Linked DNA regions of Sus scrofa: region 1 is linked to region 2. The links are chromatin contacts, called in public HiChIP or PLAC-seq maps. All regions are on one chromosome and are shown on one strand. The core of a region is the stretch at or near the end of the contact, and the rest is flanking DNA. Distances in the headings are between cores, read along the strand shown. Region 1 has its middle 59 kb from the start of DAAM1. Region 2 overlaps KIAA0586 (protein TALPID3).

Evidence for each region. HiChIP or PLAC-seq counts read pairs in DNA pulled down with a chosen protein or histone mark.
Region 1: a contact with region 2 is called in an H3K27ac HiChIP or PLAC-seq map of skeletal muscle, with 8 times the contacts expected there. The contact joins two enhancer-like sites. A contact is called at or near these places in 11 of 47 Hi-C or Micro-C datasets (alveolar macrophages, embryonic fibroblasts, epiblast stem cells and 7 more) and 1 of 2 datasets of contacts at active chromatin or transcription factors (skeletal muscle).

Annotation. Positions count from the first base shown.
Region 1 is chr1:188,273,922-188,279,213 of Sscrofa11.1, forward strand. No RefSeq gene overlaps it. Among named protein-coding and RNA genes, the nearest start is that of DAAM1, 59 kb to the right of the region's middle. Within about 2 kb of position 3,755, at least 8 of the 83 cell types and tissues checked have an H3K27ac peak or open chromatin away from gene starts, as enhancers often do.
Region 2 is chr1:187,581,725-187,587,201 of Sscrofa11.1, forward strand. KIAA0586 (protein TALPID3) reads left to right here. Exons shown (of 33, transcript XM_021102647.1): 29 at 66-237. Among named protein-coding and RNA genes, the nearest start is that of KIAA0586, 80 kb to the left of the region's middle. Within about 2 kb of position 3,662, at least 4 of the 83 cell types and tissues checked have an H3K27ac peak or open chromatin away from gene starts, as enhancers often do.

The DNA.
Region 1 (5,292 bases), core at 2,505-5,004, 690 kb after region 2:
TAATAGTACTTAAAAGCTGACACATGATGAACCCGGGGTAAAATTTTCTTTGATTTCAAAATTATGTCCTTCTCCAAATCAATAAACTTATTTCCAGGTCTTTAAAGTCCTTCTATCTTGTCTAAGGTATTTTTTAGACTTGATTTAAAGTTTGCAAAACATCAAAGCAAATTAAATCTTTACTGACAGAAACACAAACTGTGAGTGGGCCAAGGGCCATCAGTGGGCTGAAAGGAAGATGATGCATATCTACCAGAAGGTGGCGGTGTTGCTTCAAAAAAAAATCTCAGATCAGCCAGGCTCTGGAATCTAAGGATACAAACTAGGCTTGGCTGTTTCTTGACCCATTTTATACCCAATTCATATACATTCTGTACAGAACAGAATGCAACTTAGCTCTACTTCAAAGTGCACCATCACAGTTTTATTCAAAATACACACAGAGGCAAAACACAGTAGGAATATTTGTCTAAGTAGCATATACATCTGTAGACGTCTCTTGAACCACTGCAGTGTGGAAGATTCCCTGCTGAAAGTGGTACGTGGAAGACAGAGAGAAGCAGAGGCCTCAACCTTAAGAAATTTGGAGTATACTTTGGAAGAACTATATGCATAAAATCATCAGAATTTCTCTTTCAAAGGCATGGCCTCAATCTAACTAGATGCTCCTGGATCTCCTCTCCTCAGAGACCTTAAACTTACCACTTCCCATCTAACTGGAGGGTCTTTATCCTCAGCCTACCATGGGCATATTTTCTTTACTACTTTCACTTGATTGACTTGTATCTCAGCCCTTTACATTTTCGGTGCTGGAAGGAAAGAAAATAGGTCTTGGAATGGCCCCTTCCCAGTGGAAATAAAGGGAACTTTTCTCAACCCTTCTTCCCAGACAGCCAAACAGCTCCAAACTCCAAGGTCCTGGATTACGCCCTGCTTGAGCCTTGCAGTCCTCCCAAGGCCAACATGATATTTCCCACAGAAACCTCAGCAGTCTACCCACATGTAGCCAAGAATTTGAAACTAAAAAAAAAAAAAAAAAAAAAAACTTAAGGACTTACATTGCTTATAGTCCCAACTTTAACCATCTCAGGACATTTACTAGCAAGTTAGGACAAAGAAAAATAATTAACCAGGAGTTCCCATTGTGGTTCAGTGGATTAAGAGCCCAGCACAGGATTTCCTTTCATGACTCAGTGGTTAATGAACCCAACTAGGATCCATGAGGACACAGGTTCGATCCCTGGCCTCGCGCAGTGGGTTAAGGATGCGTCATTGCCATGAGCTGAGGTGTAGTTCACAGTCACGGCTTGATCTCACATTACTGTGGCTGTGGCATAGGCCAGTGGCTACAGCCTGGGAAACTCCTTAAGCCGCAGGTATGGCCCTAGGAAAAAAAAAATAAAGAACCCGATACAGTGTCCGTGAGGATGCAGGCTCAATCCCCTGGCCTCAGCCAACAGGTTACGGATCAGGTGTTGGTTGCAGACACAGCTTGGATCTGGCATTGCTGTGCCTGTGGCTTAGACCAGCAGCTGCAGACCCCTAACCTGGGAACTTCCATATGCTGCAGATGTGGTTGTAAAAAGAAAAAAAAAAAAAAAAACAATTAACCAGAAGCTCCTCAGTTTGCTTCAACAACAGCAGCAATAATTGCAATTAACTACCTGTTCTGGGTCCTTCTGTCTGTCATGTTAAGGCTCTTATGTGGTTTCAGTGAAATGAAAGTCATGATACAAGCACTGCCTCTGCCTTACTAGGTCCTGACTCAGAAAGCTTGTTAATCTCTGTGAGTGTCTCTGGCACAACTTTGCATATCTCTAGAATTCACATAGCTGGGGTAGCAGGAGCAATAAGTTGTGTGCTAGACTATTTACGGGCAAGAGAAATAACATAGTCAAATTGCACACCGTCACTGAACATCTACTTCTCTATCTTCTCTCCACCACCTCTTGAGATCGTTTTGCTAGTTAGAGCTCGTGGTTGAGAAGGCAATGGCTGACGCTACAGAGGGCAAAATGCCAGGTCAGCAACTGAACCGCTAAAGCCATATGCGCCTGCTCCATAAATGCCCATTTTTCATCTTCAGTGGGCTTCAAAGTTAAATAGCTAAGACAGAAAATGCAAAGAAAAATATGACCGCAGCAAAACACAGAAACTGCACTGTGGCTAAAATTAAGTCCTTATACCCATCATGCATTTTTAATGTGGACTTTTATGCAAATCATCTCAATGTTTAGGCAGTATTTTTCTTCATTGGTTATTTATGATGCTTTGAGCTAGAAACGTGAGCTTAGTGGGAAAGCCAGAGAATGGGATTTACTTAACAACCATAACTCTGCCCTATCATAAATGAAAAGAAGAAAGGCCATCATCTTGTTGCTCTGTGATAAATAAAAAGAAAAAGCTACCAGGATTCATCGCATCTTTGTTTTTCCTTTCCAAACCAGAATTCCCTGATACATTATATCTGATTGGTTTCTCTTCTCTATTAAAGATCCTCTGCCATTTTGTTTAGTTTAACTGTGCCATTTTATTATTGGGAATGTGAACATTAAAAAAAATCTTGACAAAATTGAAGAGCTTAATAATTAAATGTGGAGTTCCCTTTATGGCTCAGCAGAAACAAATCTGACTAGCATCCATGAGGACACAGTTTTGATCCCTGGCCTCGCTCAGTGACTTAAGGTTCCAGCGTTGCCGTGAGCTGTGATGTAGGTCACAAATGAGGCTCAGATCCCACATTGCTGTGGCTGAGCATAGGCTAGCAGCTACATCTCTGATTAGACCCCTAGCCTGGGAACCTCCATATACCACAGGAGTGGCCCTAAAAAGACAAAAAAAAAATTAAATTCTTTCAGCCAAATGAAAATAGCTTGGGGTTGGGGGGGCAGGTGCTAGAGATAAAGATAAAATTAGGTCAGAGAGTAGAAGGAAAAACGAAGAGCTTGAGAACCTCAGAAGAGAAACTGGGTCCCTAGTCTGATCAATTCTTTGGTGTTGAATTCGAGCCTCTCAAATGCAGTCTTTATTTTGGAATGTGAGTGTGAGATCCTCTAGGGGATTATTAAAGTCCCGCAGTGGACCCAGCCTTGGGATTAAGCTTCTGCAAACAAATTTGCTTGTATAAAACTGAGTAACTGAGCCCACGTGCTGAGGCTCAAGTTTGGACCATCATGTATTTGTACATCTCTCACATTAAGACAGATTTCCTAAACCAGCATCCACCCAATTCTGCCATCTTCAGAGAAGATGCAACTGATGCTAGGCTCTGTGTCCCGAAAGAAAGCATTAACCCCCTCTTCATACTGAGAATAATCCCTAGAAACACTGTAAACAGACTTAAAATGCCCAGGCTAAATAGGAAATCTGGGACCTACCAGAGGGAACTTGTGGGGCAGCTTATTTCTGTTTCAGAAGGAGATCCCATGAGTCACTCATCACCACTCCCCTGTCTAAAAGAGCCTGGTCAAGTTCTGTTTTTACCAAGCCAAGAGATTTTTGCACCCCATGGCAAATAAAATATAGCAAACAGGACACTGCAATTGTCTTGAGTGGTCTTGTCAGCCAGTTAAGCCCTCAGGAGCCATGGCTTCCTTCCCTCATGACTCTGTCCTGGTTTCAAATCATCACAGCCAGTTTCTGACAGAAGTGAATTGCATTTAGCCCATTCCTGACAGACTGTGGGTTCTTCTGCTGTCTACCTTTGGCTGAGCTTGTTCTTAAAATAGTAACTTCCTGCCTGGGCACCCTCCCTCGGAGCTGATCCACATTGCTGGGAGAGAGCTGGCCAAGAGTGTAAGCAGTTAAAGGAAACTACAGGAGTCATCATGCCCTCTGAAATAGCTCCAAAAGTGAGGCTTGGCTGGGCTGGCCCAATAGGCAGGTTAATTGTCAAGACTGAAACATTTGGATCACTGCAGCTCTCCTTGTTGTGGAGACAGAGTATAGGGACTCTGATAACAGTCAAAGACATTTCTAGAAGTAATCTATAATTGCACACTTGGATCCAGTGCTAACCATTCGTAGGTCATCAGATGCGACACCAACAAGTGTTTTATTGTTTGTTTGTTTTTTAAATAAAGTCATAGGTATTTCTTATTCTGAGTTTATTTAGTGAGTGTGTTCACTTTGTGAAACATCATGAAGCGGTCAGTCCACTTAAAATTTTATGTATTTCCACATACTTCAATAAAATGTTTGCTTAAAAAAAAGAAAAATGCAGTTGGAGTTCCTTGGTGGCTCAGCAGGTTAAGGATCCAGTGTTGTTACTGCTGAGGCTCAGGTTCAATCCTGGCCTGGGAACTTCTGCATGCCACAGGAGCAGCCAAAAAAAAAAAAAAAAAAGAAAAAAAAAAGGCAGGGAATTGCTTTAAATATTAAGTCAGCAAATTATGATCCCTGGTCCAAATCCTGTCACATACAGTTTTTGCAACCTGTGAGCTGTGAATGGTTTGTATATTTTTAAATGGTTGAAAAGGAACAAAAGAAAAAGTAATATACTTTGTGTATGTGAATATTATATGAATTTCAAAATTTGGTATCCATAAATAAGATTTTATTAAAATCACCACATCCATTCCTTTATGTACCGCCTATGGCTGTTTTGGCACTCCAACAATGAAGCTATAATTGGGGAAGAAATAGTATGAACTGCAAAGCCTAAAATGTTTATGTTATCATCCTAATATGTTATATTACATATAAACATTTGTATTTATGTCCAATCTTTTACAGAAAATGCTGACCCTCGTTCTAGATTTAAGGAGACAAAGACAACCAAATATAATCCATTATTCTTGATGGGACTGAGATCGGAAACAAAAGAGCTATAAAGGACATTTTGGGAACAATGTGGAAATTGTAAGTATGTTCTGTGTAATCAAATACTATTTTTATAACCACGGTAAATTCCTGGTGTGTGATAATGGCATGGTGATTGTTTCTGTGCTAGAACATTCTGGCTTTGGGGAGGTACATGGGGCGGCAACTTACTTGCAAATAGCTGGGGGAGAGGTACACAAAGAAGACACAAATGTATCACAAATGTGATAAAACATTAGCAAGCCACAAATCCAGGTGAATGGTATAAGGGTGTTTATCCTACTATCCTTTCCACATTTCTCTAGTTTTGAATGTTTTCAAAATAAAAGGTTGGGGGAAATAACAAACACGAACGTAAAAACGATGTTAACTTTAAAAGAAGTCAGCAGACAGGATACAAACAATTGATTGGTAGCATATGCTGAGGGCCCATCACTTAATACAAGTGGTCTGAGGTTTGCACATAAATCT
Region 2 (5,477 bases), core at 2,412-4,911:
CAAATATTTCTTGCTCTGACTCATTTTAATGTAATATTTGTGACAATGGTTTCTACTTCTTGCAGAACTTAGAAAACAGTGTTGATGAACTTAGTGGAGGACAAAGGCCCAGTCTGACAGCAGAGAACATCTTACTGGGACATTCTGCCTATACGCAGGAGCCTGTGGCTAACACAGAGTCTTCAGATCAAAAATGTGCTCCTAAGCCATTATCTCAACAGTGTGACACAGTTACAGGTATACACCAAAATACTGCTTCTTGATGTCAGAATATTCACTTTGAATCCCATCACACTTTCTTTGTACTGTTTCCACACTGAATTCTTTATTGTTTTGTGTTGTTATACTCTTACGGTAGTGTTCCTAATCTGAATTAAGAAAAGCATAACTAGGAGTTCCCATTGTGGTGCAGAGGAAATGAATCTGACTAGTAACCATGAGGATGCAGGTTTGATCTCTGCCGTGAGCTGTGGTGTAGGTTGCAGATGTGGCTCGGATCCCGAATTGCTGTGGTTATGGCGTAGGCTGGTGGCTATAGCCCCGATTTGACCCTTAGCCTGGGAACTTCCATATGACTTGGGTGTGGCCCTAAAAAGCAAAAAAAAAAAAAAAAAAAAAAAAAAAAAGTGTAACTATTTTCAGGTAGGGACTTGCCTAATTTCCTTATTAAAAGGAGTGTAATACCTTTTTCAATGATTTATATAGCAGTATTTCCCCAAATGTGATGTAATAGTGTTGGCACATGAATCACTGGGTGGTGCATGAGATAATTTTGGTAATGTGCGTTATGTCTACTTAGAAATTTTTAAGAGTGATGTATTTGTTTTAATATATGATAGAAAAATATAACTAGCACATCAAAACTATGATATAATAGATCTTATGTAGAACAAGTTTAAATAAGGCAACATTGTAGAAGTTCACCCTGTACGAATTTCTGACTCAGTGTCCATGCACTCTGGACTACTTTGAAACTTTATTAAGTAAACTTTCTCCTGTAACACTTTGGCAATAAGAGTAGAATAGAGAACATCAATTTTATCTTATGTAGTTGATTCTTAGTATATGCAGTATACATGTCCTGTAGAGTCAGCAGAAACACTAAATTAGCAAATGCTGAACCCCTTCTTCTAGGGGAAATAATAGGGTTAGGTTACTATGAGCCTCCGATGTTGTATACATTTTTTTTAAATTTATTTTTATTTTTTAAGTTTTTTTTATTATAGTTGATTTACAATGTTCTGTCAGTTTCTGCTGTACAGCAGAGTGACCCAGTCTATCTGTATGTACACACACACACATATATACATTCTTTTCCTCAACTATTATCCTCTATCATGTTCCATACTGTTAAATACATTTTTGACAGGTGATCAGTACATAGCCTTATTTTATGTATGTTTCTACTTAAATACACTTATTTAATATATATTAGTGATTCATTAATATTGAACTCACAGCCAATAGCACTGTAACTCATTCCTGCAGGAAGCTTATCTAATACATGTATTTTTTCTGTAAGGCCCATCACAGCCTTCTTGCACTTAGGGTTACTAGAAAGACGTTTGGGGGCCATTTTAAACAGTAAAACCACCAACAAAATATACAAAAATGTGAAAAATATGTCACTAAATAGACAGCAAAAAAGAACATTTGTTCACAGTATAAGAACTGATAAGAAAGCAGAGTAGCACTGTGTTCAGCCTCACTTGCTGAAGTGTGTGTAGCGTGATTCGGGTTTTCATTGCTCTGCACATGTCTACAAGTGACTGAACGTGCTGGGAGTATTTTGAGGTTAAAAATAAATTTCCTCAAGGAGGTGAATTTGCAAAAAAAGAATCTTCAAATTAAGGAAAATCAACAATATTCTCATTTATTTATTTTCCCCCTCATGCTTATGACTGCATTCTCTTAAATGAAAGAACTTCTGGAGATATGCAGATTTCCCAGAAACCAGAAAAGGGGATGCCTGAATTTTAGAAAAGCATTGGTGTAGAGTATTCAGTGCTAGTTTTTTTTCCCCCCATGGCTGCGTCTGCGGCAAATGGAAGTTCCTGGGCTGAGGACTGAATCCAAACTGTAGCTGTGACCTGAGCTGCTGCAGTAGGATTCTTTTTTTTGGGTCTTTTTGCTATTTCTTTGGGCCGCTCTTGCAGCATATGGAGGTTCCCAGGCTAGGGGTCGAATTGGAGCTGTAGCCACTGGCCTACGCCAGAGCCACAGCAACGCAGGATCTGAGCCGCGTCTGCAACCTACACCACAGCTCACGGCAGCGCCGGATCGTTAACCCACTGAGCAAGGACAGGGACCGAACCCGCAACCTCATGGTTCCTAGTCGGATTTGTTAACCACTGCGCCATGACGGGAACTCCTGCAGTAGGATTCTTAACCCACTGTGCCACATCCTCATGTCAGTTTTATATTGAGCAAACACCTTGTATCATTCAGAACTGAGAGAAATTCAAGACTGAGTTTTCTATAGCAATAAATGTAAAGTAATATTTGAATTTGTTCTCATTTTATGTGCATAAGAGTATTAAATTTTTTACATTCTTTTAAATTATGATTCAAAGTGGCATAAAATGTGACTTTTGTTTCTTTGTCAACTGTGCAGACTGCAATTACATAGAATTGACACTAGATGGCTCTTGCAGATCACTTGAGAGCTGCTTGGTACTTGGGAACAAGGAGGTACTTACTTGTTAGAAGTGAAATCCGTGAGGATACATCCTGTTCAGCTCCCCCTTATACCCTGGTAGCACCTAGCAGATTACCTATGGGTATAGTGCATTTTTAGTTGTAGGTAAATTGTAGATATTTATTTTGTTCAATTAGAAAAAACAATAAGTAATGTGGCATAAGATTGAGTATATAGATGAGTCAGTATAAGAGAATGTCTAGGAGTTTGAGCTTTTGGAGTTTCAGGAATCACTTCCAGCTCTGTATATTTGGGCAAATAATTTAATCTTTTTGAGCCCAAGTTAATTCATCTATGAAGTGGGGATGATATTTGTGTATTAGTTATCTTTTGCTCTGTAGCAAATTACCTCCCAATTTTTAAAATTATTATTATTTTAATAGGTTTACCGCAAAATTTAACAGCTGAAGATAGCAAACATTTATTGTCTCACATAGTTTTGCAAAGTCGTGAATCTAGGAGTGGCGTATCTGCATGGTTCTCAGGATCTCTTGAGGGTGTAGTCAAGCTGTTGGTGAGGCTTTGGTCATCTGAAAGCTTTAACTAGGGTTGGAGGAGCTGCTTTCCAGGCTCACTCACATGGTTGATGGCAAGATGCCTCAGTTCCTTACTACATGAACCTTCCTATACAGCTGCTCATGACACGAAAGCTGACTATTCCCAGAGTGGATGACCTGAGAGAAAGTGAGCAACCAAGATGGAAACCACAGTGTCTTTCATAACCTAATTTTAGATGTGACATGTCATTTCTTCTGCCACATTCTGTTGATAACACAGACCTATCCTGGAATAATATAATAGGGGATTACAGAAAGGTGCGACTGCCAGGACTCATGTATTAGGGGTCATTGTAGAGGTTTGTTACCACAAAAACATCTACTTCATAAGGTTATTAGGGATAACAATCCATGTAAAGTAGTTAGTAGGTGACAATGCATGTAAAATAGTTAGCACTTAGCTTGATACATGACGACTGTTACTCTTTTTAGTAATGCTTGGCGTATGTAAAAATATCTTTTCAAATGTATTTAATAGAACCAGAGACTATGCACAGTTGCCTAAAAGGACGGTGCTAGAGTGAACTAGCTTGTTCCTCTTGTTTTAAATATCCTGTTACGTTATGGTTACTGTCGAAGAATGAAATCCATGTATCATTACTTTTGCTATTGGCTAATCTCAGGCCTTTCCTGTTGATTTTTAATAACTTCGTTTACAAAGGCTCCCATCTTATTATGTTGCCTGTCTGTATCCCTGCTCACTTGCAGAAAGTGTCCTACTTGGCAACCTATAGCCCCCTACCACTGTTTCTAATTCTGAGGCTCTCAAGTTGGATTGAGTAACAAAAAGATGCTAAATAGGCTTTGAAGAATTGTCTTGAGAATCCTAAAATGTAAACTGGAATTTTGAACAAACTGTGAGGACCCTGGGACTTAACTACCAATTAGAACTCTTCATTTTCTTAGCAAACTTACATTGAATACCTCATGTGTACCTGCTGCCATATTAGTACTGTATCAGAGTCCTGAGATAAGAGATGGTAGACATCTGCCCTCAAGGGAGTTTACAGATTTGTGTAGGAGAAATAAGATAACAATTATAATATTGTGTGATTAGTGCAACAGCGCAGACTGCTGTAGGAGCACGGAGGAAAAATAGCCCACACATGACGGCTCAGAGAAGGTTTCCCACACGAGCCAATGTGAAACTGAATCTCAGAGGAATTAGCCAAATGATGAAGTGTGATATGCATGTTCCATTTTGTTCATTTACCTATTCAGAAAAGATTTTTTTGAGTGCTTATTTCTGCTCTAAGTTCATTCTAGGTAAAAGGAATATAAAACCTGGTAAGGCCCTATCCATAATGAGTTTTTTTCTCTAGTAGAGGTAGTAAATGACAAGGCAAAAACATGTGGTAAATTATTACAGTTATTGTGAGGAAGTCCATGTAGGGTGGGAGTACAGGTCAAGTGTATCTGGGGAGGGCAGTCAAGAAAGACTTCATATGTGGGGAGCTTACTTGAAATGAATTCTCAATGATGAATAGATGATGGTGGAGTTCCTGTCGTGGCTCAGTGTCTAACAAATCTGACTAGGAACCATGAGGTTGTGGGTTCAATCCCTGGCCTCACTCAGTGGGTTAAGGAGCCAGCATTGCCATGAGCTGTGGTGTAGGGTCACAGATGCAGCTCAGATCCCAAGTTGCTGTGGCTCTGGCATAGGCTGGTGGCTACAGCTCTGAATAGACCGCTAGCCTAGGACCCTCTAAATGCTGCGGGTGTGGCCCTAGAAAAGGCAAAAAGACAAAAAAAAAAAAAAAAAGAAAGACAAAAAAAGATGATGACCCTGTAGTAAGTGTAGGAGAAACCTTCCAGGCAGAATATGCAGTGAGACAAGGGGATGGCCAGACAGTGATACTTAAGCAGGGACATGTAAGTACTTTATCAGTGAATTAGATCTTGGGATGCAATGAGATTGGGAGAGTAAGCAGAAACCATGTGAATATGGATGATAATACCAAGCTGTTTTTGGATTTACTGGAAGACAGCAGAGGTCCATTTGTGTGCAAAATAGAAAAGAATTCCAATCTTATTTTGTATTTATTCCCTTGGAAAATTCAGTCTCGAGTTTCTCTAAATTCTGAATGTTTTGTGATATTCACAGATTCCCTTAAGGATTACATATAAATTGGAGTTCCTGTTGTGGCTCAGTGGTTAACGAACCCTACTAGTGTCCATGAGGATGCAGGTTTGATCCCTGGCCTTGCTCAGTGGGTTAAGGA